Linked DNA regions of Sus scrofa: region 1 is linked to region 2. Evidence: chromatin contacts called from public HiChIP or PLAC-seq data. All regions are on one chromosome and are shown on one strand. Each heading gives the region's core, a stretch centred on a gene start, on an enhancer-like site or on the middle of the called end of the contact. The rest is flanking DNA. Distances are from core to core; before and after follow the strand shown. Region 1 holds the start of RBM28 (RNA-binding protein 28). Region 2 overlaps KCP (kielin/chordin-like protein).

Region 1 (4,487 bases), core at 596-3,095, 310 kb after region 2:
AACTGCCTAGTATCCATGAGGATGCAGGTTCGATTCCTGGCCTCACTCAGTGGGTTAAGGATTCTGCGTTGCCGTGAACTGTGGTGTAGGTTGAAGTCGAGTTTTGGATCCTGTATTCTTGGTGGCTACAGCTGTATTTCTGCCCCTAGCCTGGCAACTTCCATATGTTGCTGGTGCAGCCCTAAAACAAAACCTAAAACCCACAAAACCACTGTAGGCCGGAGATCCCAAAGGGATGTTGGAAGAGCTTTCTCGGGATTCTTCCCCACTGCATCCCCCCAAACTCAACAGCCAGGGCTGGGAAGGCCTCCCCATAGCTAAAGGCCCTGAAGCTTGTAATTTAGACTCTGTGTAGGGAATTTTGATTTTGATTTTTAAGATGGTAAGGGGGCAGGAGAGGAGGAGAAAGAAGGGAGAGGAAGCACGAATCAACCTTATTCAAATGACACACATTTTCTTAACCCATGGCCTTAAAAATCTATTTTGTATTTCAATACTTCCTCTGCTGAGTTATGTGTTTAAAGATAACTGTGCTTTCCAAGTATTATGTTTTAAGCATGTAATACTTGGAGCTAGGGTTTCATATATCTGATGTTTACCATTCTCCCTTCCCCCTGTCACTATTAACCAGTCATCCATCTATCCAAAATATATTGAAAGTAGATGGGGTTTGGGAGTTCCCTGGTGGCTTAGTGGTTAAGGATCTGGTATTGTCAGTGCTGTGGCTTGGGTCAGTGCTCTGGCATGGGTTTGATCCCTGGCCCAGGAACTCTGTATGCTGTGTCTGTGGCAAAAAAAAAAAAAAAAAAAAAAAAAGCGATTAGATTTGAGGAGAAAGGGAAACACTTTCCACTGTATCTTTTGTACATTCAAAATTTTCTACCTAGGATGTGCTCAGGTTATACTGTTTAAAAAAATGCACTGGGTACTTTTGTTCTGTGCAAATATTCTGCAGAGTGCTGCAGTTTCGCACACACAGGTCAGTGCCTGGACCAGTGGGATGGCACACACTGTGTGTGCCAGGATCCAGAGCACTCAGACCTCCTGGTCAGTGAGATTCCTCAGCCTTGGGCCTGTCTGATAAGCTCACCTGAGGAAAGATTTCCTATCTCTGGGAGGATCTGTGTTCTAGGTCTGTGTGTATAAGCTGGATGTCTAGTTTGTTCTGGGTGCATTCTCATGTGACCTTGCATGGTTCGGGCTATTATTTATTTGTAAAATTTTTTTGGGGGGGGATTAATGTCTGTCTACCCCTACTACACTGTATTCTCCATAAGACCAAGAGCCCTGTCTTTTTTTAGCTCACCAGTTTTATCCCTAGTGCTTGGCATATAGTAGGAGCTAAGTAACTTTTTTTGAAAGAATGATCGTGTATGATCTGTGCCTGTATATACTTTAGTAACTATAATTTGTCTGTGACTTGTTAAAGGCATGGTTAGAGTTATCTGCTATAGTGTGACAGATGTCTCATAGTCTCTGAGAACGTGAGAAGTGTCAGAATGAAGTATGTGACATACTTGTGTTTATATTGTGTGTTTTATGCATGTAATCTGGGAGTCTGTGGTGGCACTTCAAAAAAAATTTATTAAACATCTATTATATGTTATATCCTGGGTTAAGCCCAGAGCAAAAATAACTTCTCTTGCCTGCCTGGCTGAGTTTGGTATAGATCTCCAGAAGGTGAGATTTTAAGCAGGGTAGAAACTAGCGACGCCAAATTTCCCTACAGAGACAGGGGGCGGTACTTGGACCAGGGGTGGAGCCCCACTCGAGGAGCTCCGCCCCTGGGCGGTACGATTTTTTTCCTTCCGGGCTGTTTTTTTCCCCTTCCACCCTGTTTTCCTCCGGACGCTTTTGAGCGACGAGCACTTCCGGGGTTTCCCGGCAACTTGGCGTGGTCGGCTCACCAAAGTCAGTTCCTGGACTCACGTGCGTCAACTAGGTTTGCTTGAGGCCCTGCCCGTCTCCGTTTCTCTGCCTCATGGCGGGGCTGACCCTGTTTGTGGGCCGCCTCCCACCCTCGGCCCGAAGCGAGCAGCTAGAGGAGCTGTTCAGTCAGGTGGGGCCGGTGAAGCAGTGCTTCGTGGTGACTGAGAAAGGTAGGGGGCGGGGCGATCGGGGACAGGGTTGGGGTTCCTGGGAGCCGGATGGGGGCGAGAACACCCTCCCAAACTTCATAATACTTTATTCTCCCCTCAGTGAAAGGACTTGGAGGTTAAATTTCTTTTCCAAACTGACTCTGCTCTGGATGAATCCATAGAGACCGTTTCTGAAACTCCAGTCAGTCCCTTGAGTTTGTGTACCTCTTTCCTTTATTATGTGCGCTCACATATAAGATTCTGTTTCATAGTAAACATAAGTAATTTTTAATCAAACATCAGTAAAACTTATTGAGAATCGATTGATTGCCAGGTGCCGTGCGTTCCATCAATCTAATTGGGTGGGACCTTAACCCTGTTACACAGGAGAGGAATCTAGGGCTTCGGAGAATTTAGGAACGTTAGCTTCAGTTTGTAGAGCTAGCAAGTAGCAGATTCAGAATTTGATCACCAGACTCAGAGCTCTTAACCAATATGTTATTCATACACCCGGCTATTTATTTCCTCAGTATTTATTGAATGCTTGCTCTGTCACTGGCACTATTGTAGGGCCTGGGAATACAGCAGTGCACAGACCCAATCCAGAAATCTGGCTCTTGTCTTCAAGATGGGGAAGACAGCCAATAAATAAGCAAAACATATAGTGATAATGGTGATAAACGTTGAGGAGAAAAATAATGAAAAATAAAAATAATTTTAAAATAAGAAAATTAGGGAGTGAGTGTCTGAATGTATGTGTGGTGTTGGTGGGGAAACTGTAGAGAGAGGGGTCGGGGAGTCCCCAGGGAAGGCCTTAGGGATTTGAGAGGGTGAACACTTATTTCTCAGCCAGAGGAGCAGCCTAGCGCAAGGATACTGAAGAGGAGTGTGAATAGTATATTGGAGGCACAGCGAGGAGACCTGGGTGACTGGAGTACAGTGAGTGAAAGAAGAGAATTACCAGATGAGATCTTGGACTTTGGCTTTGGCTCTGAGATAGGAAACTACTGGTTTTGAGCATGGAGCAGTAAACATCATCTGACTTCCCATTTTGGAAGATTCTCTCAGGCTGCTGTGTTGAGACTTGGACAGAAGCAGGGAGACCAGTTAGGCTCATGTGGTGATCATGGTGTTGGACCAGATGTTGTAGCATTGAAGGTGGTAAAAAAGTGATTAGAATATGGATGTTTTTGAAAGTAGAGGAGTCTCTTTCGTGGCTCAGCAGAAGCGAATCTGACTAGTATCCACGAGGATGCAGCTTCAATCCTGGCCTTGCTCAGTGGGTTAAGGATCTGGCGTTGCCATGACCTGTGGTGCAGATGTGGCTCGAATCTGGCATTGCTGTGGCTGTGGCATAGGCCAGCGGCTACAGCTCTGATTCGACCCCTGGCCTGGGAACCTCCATATGCCAAGGGTGCTGCCCTAAAAAAAAAAAAAGAAAAAAAGTAGAGCTAAAGAATTTGCTGATGGATCAAATGTGGGGTATGAGAAAAAGCAGTGTCAAGGAGTCAAGTTCACGTCTAACTTCAAACATTTTGGCTTGAGCTGCTAGAGATATGTACTGACTTTTGGAATGGTCCTGTATAATTCACATTCTTTTTGATGCTCATGGCATCAGTGTGAAGGAGGGTTAGCATGTTAGAATGAGGGAGAATTGTAAGGGTTTTAATTGTAGAAGTATTCCTTCCTCTTATCTAGACTGTGTCAGGGGACCATTTGAAATAGGCACCCGATGTTGCCCAGAACATACATTTAGCTTCCTTCCAAGTCATCAGGATGTCTTTGTAGATGGCTGCCACTTTGCTTTTCAGGAGAACTGGTGGAAAGTAATATCGTGTGTACCATCTCCCCACACCCGCCTGGTACCTGAGTATGTGAGTAGGCAGGCTAACAGTGTGCTAATAACCAAGCCATCCTTATCCTCTAGTTTGTTAGTAACAGACGTTAAAGTTAGGATTGTGAACAAGGCTCTGATTGCTCTACAAACCACAGCCGCTGCCTGGTTCTTTGTTATTTTAAGTATAGATATGGGTGAGTGAGAGAATGAGAGTGCTATACAGAAATGTTTCTGGAGTTCCCTCTGTGGCTCAGTGGGTTAAGAACCCAACATACTGTCTGTGAGGATTCCGGTTCGATCCCTGGCCTTGCTGAGTGGACTAAGGATCTGGCATTGACGCATGCTGCAGTGTAGGTCGCAGGTGCACCCTAGAGCCCATGTTGTGGCTGTGGTGTAGGCCTGCAGCAGCACCTCCAATTTGGCCCCTAGCCCGGAACTTCCATGTGCTACAGGTGTGGCTGTTAAAAAAAAAGAAAAAGAAAAAAATGTTTCTTAAACAGCAGAATGTTGTCTGTTAGTGGGTCTTGAGTGGGTTATGACTATAGGGGTTTTTTGTTATTAAGTGAAATAGG
Region 2 (4,520 bases), core at 932-3,431:
GATTAGTGCCCTGATAAAGGAGGCCCCAGAGAGCTCTCTTGCCCCCTTCCACCATGTGGGGACACAAGCCATTAATGAACCAGGATTGGGACTTTCACCAGACCGTGAGACACCTTGCACCGTGATCTTGGACTTCCCAGCCTTCAGAACTGTGAGAACTAAATTTTTGTTGTTTATAAGCCACCCGGTCTATGGGATGTTATTGCAGTAGCCTGAATGGGCTGAGACCCCAGGTGTAGGGAGGAGTCAAGGCAAAGCCTGGAGGAGAAAGGTAGGGACATGGAGGCCCAGGGTCCAGGCAGGGTGCATGTCCAGGAGGGCAGTGGTTCACGGGAGCTGAAGCCAGAGCCACAGAGCTTCCTGACGCCTTGCCAAGGACTAAGGACTCCATGGTGAAGGCCATGGGGCAGCCAGTGCCTTGGCAGCCATGTGCTTCCCCTCCCCCATTCATCTTGACACCCCCGCACCCCCCACCTGTGAGCAGAGTCACTGGCTGCCCAGACACTTAGGGGCTGGAGGTATTGAGCTCAGGTGTAGGTATGAACTCCAGGGATGGGTCTGTCTGGGAAGGACCATGGGAAGGAGCAGCAGCTACCATTCGTCAGCTGCTAGCTTTCAGAGGTGGCGGCCAAGCATGTACTTATCCCCATAACAAGGCTATGAGGACAGGACTATTATTGTCTCTCTCTCTTTTTTATTTTTTTATTTTTTTATTTTTTATTTTTATTTTTTTTTAAATTTTCCCACTGTACAGCAATTGGGTCAGGTTATCCTTACGTGTATACATTACAGTTACATTTTTTTCCCCCACCCTTTCTTCTATTGCAACATGAGTATCTAGACAAAGTTCTCAATGCTATTCAGCAGGATCTCCTTGCTCTCTCTTTTTTTTTTTTAATTAAAAAATATTTTAGGGCCACACCTGCAGCATGTGGAAGTTCCCAGGCTAGGGGTTGAATCAGAGCTACAGTTGCTGGTCTATGCCACAGCCACAGTAACGCCAGATCTGAGCCTCATCTGTAACCTATACCACCGCTCACGGCAACACCAGATCCTTAACCCACTGAGCGAGGCCAGGAATTGAACCCGCATCCTCATGGATACTAGTCGGGTTCTTAAGCCACTGAGCCACAGTGGGAACTCCTGTCTCTCTCTCTCTCTCTCTTTTTTTAATGAGTAAATTGAGGCCTAGGGACATTAAGTGACATGCTAAGTTATACATGTTTATTAGTTTCTAGGGCTGCTGTAAAAAAAAAAAAAATTACCCCAAACAGAGTGGCTTAAACAACAGAAATGAATTATCTCATAGTTCTGGAGGAAGAAGTCCAAGAGTGAGAGGTCAGCAGGGCTGGTCCCTCCTGAGGGCTGTCAGGGAGCATCTGTTCCAGGAGCTCTGGTGGGTGCCTGGCCATCCTTGGCATCCTTTGGCCTCTGCCAACATCTTCGCCTGTTGCTCTCCCTTTGTGAGTGTGTGTGTCCATGTCCAAATTTCCTCTTTTCACAAGGACACCAGTCATTGCATTAAGCCTGACCTCATCTGCTATGAGCCTATTTAAAGGTCACGCCCTGAGGTACTGCGGGTCAGCACTTCAGCATAAGGATTTGAACGGGGACACAACCCATCACATCTAATAAGTGTATGGGACTTATTCGATGGGACTCAAATGCTGTTTCTGCCACTTGCTGAGCTCTGACGGCCATCCCTCCCCCCACCCACTCTGCCCCCTACCAGGAAGGCCACATCCGGTGCCGCCAGCACGAATGTGCCAGCCTATGCCCGTACCCTGCCCGGCCCCTCCCGGGCACCTGCTGCCCCGTGTGTGATGGTGAGTCAGGGGGTGGGGCCTGGAGGGGCTCGGAAAGCCTCCCACGAAGGCCAGCACATGGGGTGGTAGGGGGCCCTGAAGAGGGGTTAAAGCACCCTCTTCCCAACAGGCTGCTTCCTAAACGGGCAGGAGTACCGCAGCGGGGAGCCCGTGGGCTCTGGGGACCCCTGCTCGCACTGCCGTTGTGCCGTGAGTGTGGCTGCCTGCCTGGCAGGGAGGGCCCGGCTTCTGGGCCTGCCTCTCCTGTGCTGACCAGGTCCTGTTGGCAGAACGGGAGTGTCCAGTGTGAGCCTCTGCCCTGCCCAGCCACGCCCTGCAGATACCCAGGCAGGATCCCTGGGAAGTGCTGCCCAGTCTGTGATGGTGAGTCAGGGGCTCGCATCACCAGGGAGGAGGGGCAGACACTGGCCCAAGAGAGGTTCCAGGTCTGCGGGGAGGGAGTTGCTTCCACTGTTCCTCCAGGAAGCCCCCTTGAACTAAAGTACCGGGGAAACTATTTCTAAACCTCCGCACGGTCACCCCAGGTGAGGGTGAGGGATGGGTCCTCACCTTGCCTCATGGCACACAGGGCACTGTGGCCAGCCCTTGCTCCGGGGGGTCGGGGAGGCCGGCCGAGTGGAAGACACACACGGTGACTGTCCTTTGTCGGGGTTGGGGGTGGATGCCTCGGGTGCCATGAGGCTTCCCCGTCGGCCTCCAGCCCTGTCCCCCAGTCCCTCTGTCATCCTGTCCAGGCTGTGAGTACCAGGGACACCAGTATCAGAGCCAGGAGACCTTCAGACTCCAAGAGAGTGGCCGATGTGTCCACTGCACCTGTCAGGTAGGCAGACTCACCGTCTCATGGCCCAGACCTGTCTCGTCCCTGGAGGGCCTCTCACCCAGCCTCCCTCCTAGGCCGGCGAGGTCTCCTGTGAGGAGCGGGAGTGCCCAGTGGCCCCCTGTGCCCTGCCTGACTCTGGCCCTCAGCTCTGCCCAGGTGTGTGTGTTGGAGGGGGGGCCATCAGGAAAGGGTGCTGTGTCCGGGGGCTAGAGATGGAGGAGTTCTCCTTCACAGCGGGGGCAGGGGGCTGCTGGGGAGTCCACCGGCCATTCCCGAGTGTGTTCAGAGGCTGCCATGGGGGTGGCAAAGCCAGGGAGGGGCCTGGGAAGGGTGCTGTGGTGTGCGAAGGACAGGGATGGGTGGACGTGTCTGGGTTGCCATGGTGACAGCCTCTCCTTGCGTAGCCTGCGTGCTTGATGGCGAGGAGTTTGCCGAGGGGGTCCAGTGGGAGCCTGATGGTCAGCCCTGCATGGCCTGCTCCTGTCAGGCTGGGGTGCCCATGTGCAGGGCTTTGCTCTGCTCCCCAGCCCCCTGCCAGCACCCTACCCGGCCCCTTGGTGAGTACCCCGTCCTGATCTAGCTTTCTTCCCCTGCTCTGCCCAGCCCACCCTGACTGGCTGGGCTCTGATCCACTTGCCCCACCCAGGCGCCTGCTGCCCCAGCTGTGAGAGCTGCACCTACCATGGCCAAGTATATGCCAATGGGCAGAACTTCACAGATGCAGATAGTCCTTGCCACGCGTGCCGCTGCGAGGTACCACCCCGGGGCTTGCCGCTGCCCTGCTGAGCCCCTCCTCCCGGGACCCACCCCCATTGCCCTTTTACCCGCTCCCAGGATGGGACCGTCACGTGCTCCTTGGTCAACTGCCCTCCCACAACCTGTGCCAGGCCCCAGAGAGGACCCGGCCAGTGCTGCCCCAGGTGCCCAGGTATGTGCTTGCTGCACCTGTCTGGTGGCGGGAGTGGGGGGTGGTGGCTAGATCCTGCCATTCCATGGCCCCATGGGCCCAGTGCATACCTTAGAAAGCAACGGCCTTCTGAGTTGCTTTCAATGTGACCCAGCTTGGCACTCTCCGGAACTGGCAGGGTGTGGGTGGGAGAGGGTAGAGGTCAGTGTGTCCCTTCCTGTTGCTGCAACACCCTCCCCGCCTCCGACACTTCCTCTCCCACCGCCTCCACCGCCTCTACCTACCTGTGTGCCACTGGTGCTCGCAACCAATGTTCAGGTTTTCTACTGGAGAGACGGGGAGCCGGGATGCTGGGGGCCCTGCACCGAGAGTGGGCAGGGCAAGTCGCACAAACACGGGCACACACATGCATGAGCCCTTTAGCTCTTCAACCGCAGGGGCACACACATCTGCCTGAGGGTAAAGGGACCAAATGCTCACGCGTGCACGCACACACACACACGGGTATGCTCAGAGAGATACATATGCTCGTCTCCCTCCATGGAGACAGCTTCCAAGTGGCACTTCTGCAGTGGCTCTGGACTCAAGGGCAAAGGGGCTGTCAGCCTGCTCCTTGCACTCTTGGTCTTTGCCCCAACCACCCACCCCCACTGCCCAGACTGTGTCCTGGAGAAACAAGTGTTTGTGGATGGGGAGCGCTTCTCCCACCCCCGAGACCCCTGCCAGGAATGCCAGTGTCAGGAAGGCCAGGCCCACTGTCAACCTCGGGTCTGCCCCACGGCCTCCTGTGCCCACCCTCTGCCTGGTCCCTGTTGCCAGCACAACTGCAATGGTGAGGTGAATGGGAGGGTGGGGGATCCTCGGGATGGCTTGGCCCTATCCCTAGGCACTAGGGCTGGGAGGGTGGCATGCCCTGGGGAAGGGGGCAGGGGAGGGCCTCTCCCCAGCCGATAGCTGCCCCCTCCCC

Evidence for each region. HiChIP or PLAC-seq counts read pairs in DNA pulled down with a chosen protein or histone mark.
Region 1: a contact with region 2 is called in an H3K27ac HiChIP or PLAC-seq map of alveolar macrophages. The contact joins the promoter of RBM28 here to the enhancer-like site in region 2. A contact is called at or near these places in 6 of 47 Hi-C or Micro-C datasets (alveolar macrophages, embryonic fibroblasts, heart right ventricle and 2 more) and 1 of 2 datasets of contacts at active chromatin or transcription factors (alveolar macrophages).

The regions. Positions count from the first base shown.
Region 1 is chr18:20,032,460-20,036,946 of Sscrofa11.1, forward strand. It overlaps RBM28 (RNA-binding protein 28), which reads left to right and starts at 1,846. Exons shown (of 19, transcript XM_021078708.1): 1 at 1,846-2,099. The coding sequence starts at 1,982.
Region 2 is chr18:19,722,545-19,727,064 of Sscrofa11.1, forward strand. It overlaps KCP (kielin/chordin-like protein), which reads left to right. Exons shown (of 43, transcript XM_013990798.1): 12 at 1,733-1,826; 13 at 1,936-2,015; 14 at 2,096-2,189; 15 at 2,561-2,646; 16 at 2,721-2,802; 17 at 3,051-3,203; 18 at 3,293-3,399; 19 at 3,481-3,574; 20 at 4,212-4,385. Among named protein-coding and RNA genes, the nearest start is that of ATP6V1F, 32 kb to the right of the region's middle. Within about 2 kb of position 2,182, at least 2 of the 83 cell types and tissues checked have an H3K27ac peak or open chromatin away from gene starts, as enhancers often do. A contact at or near this core is called in alveolar macrophages, where this site is marked.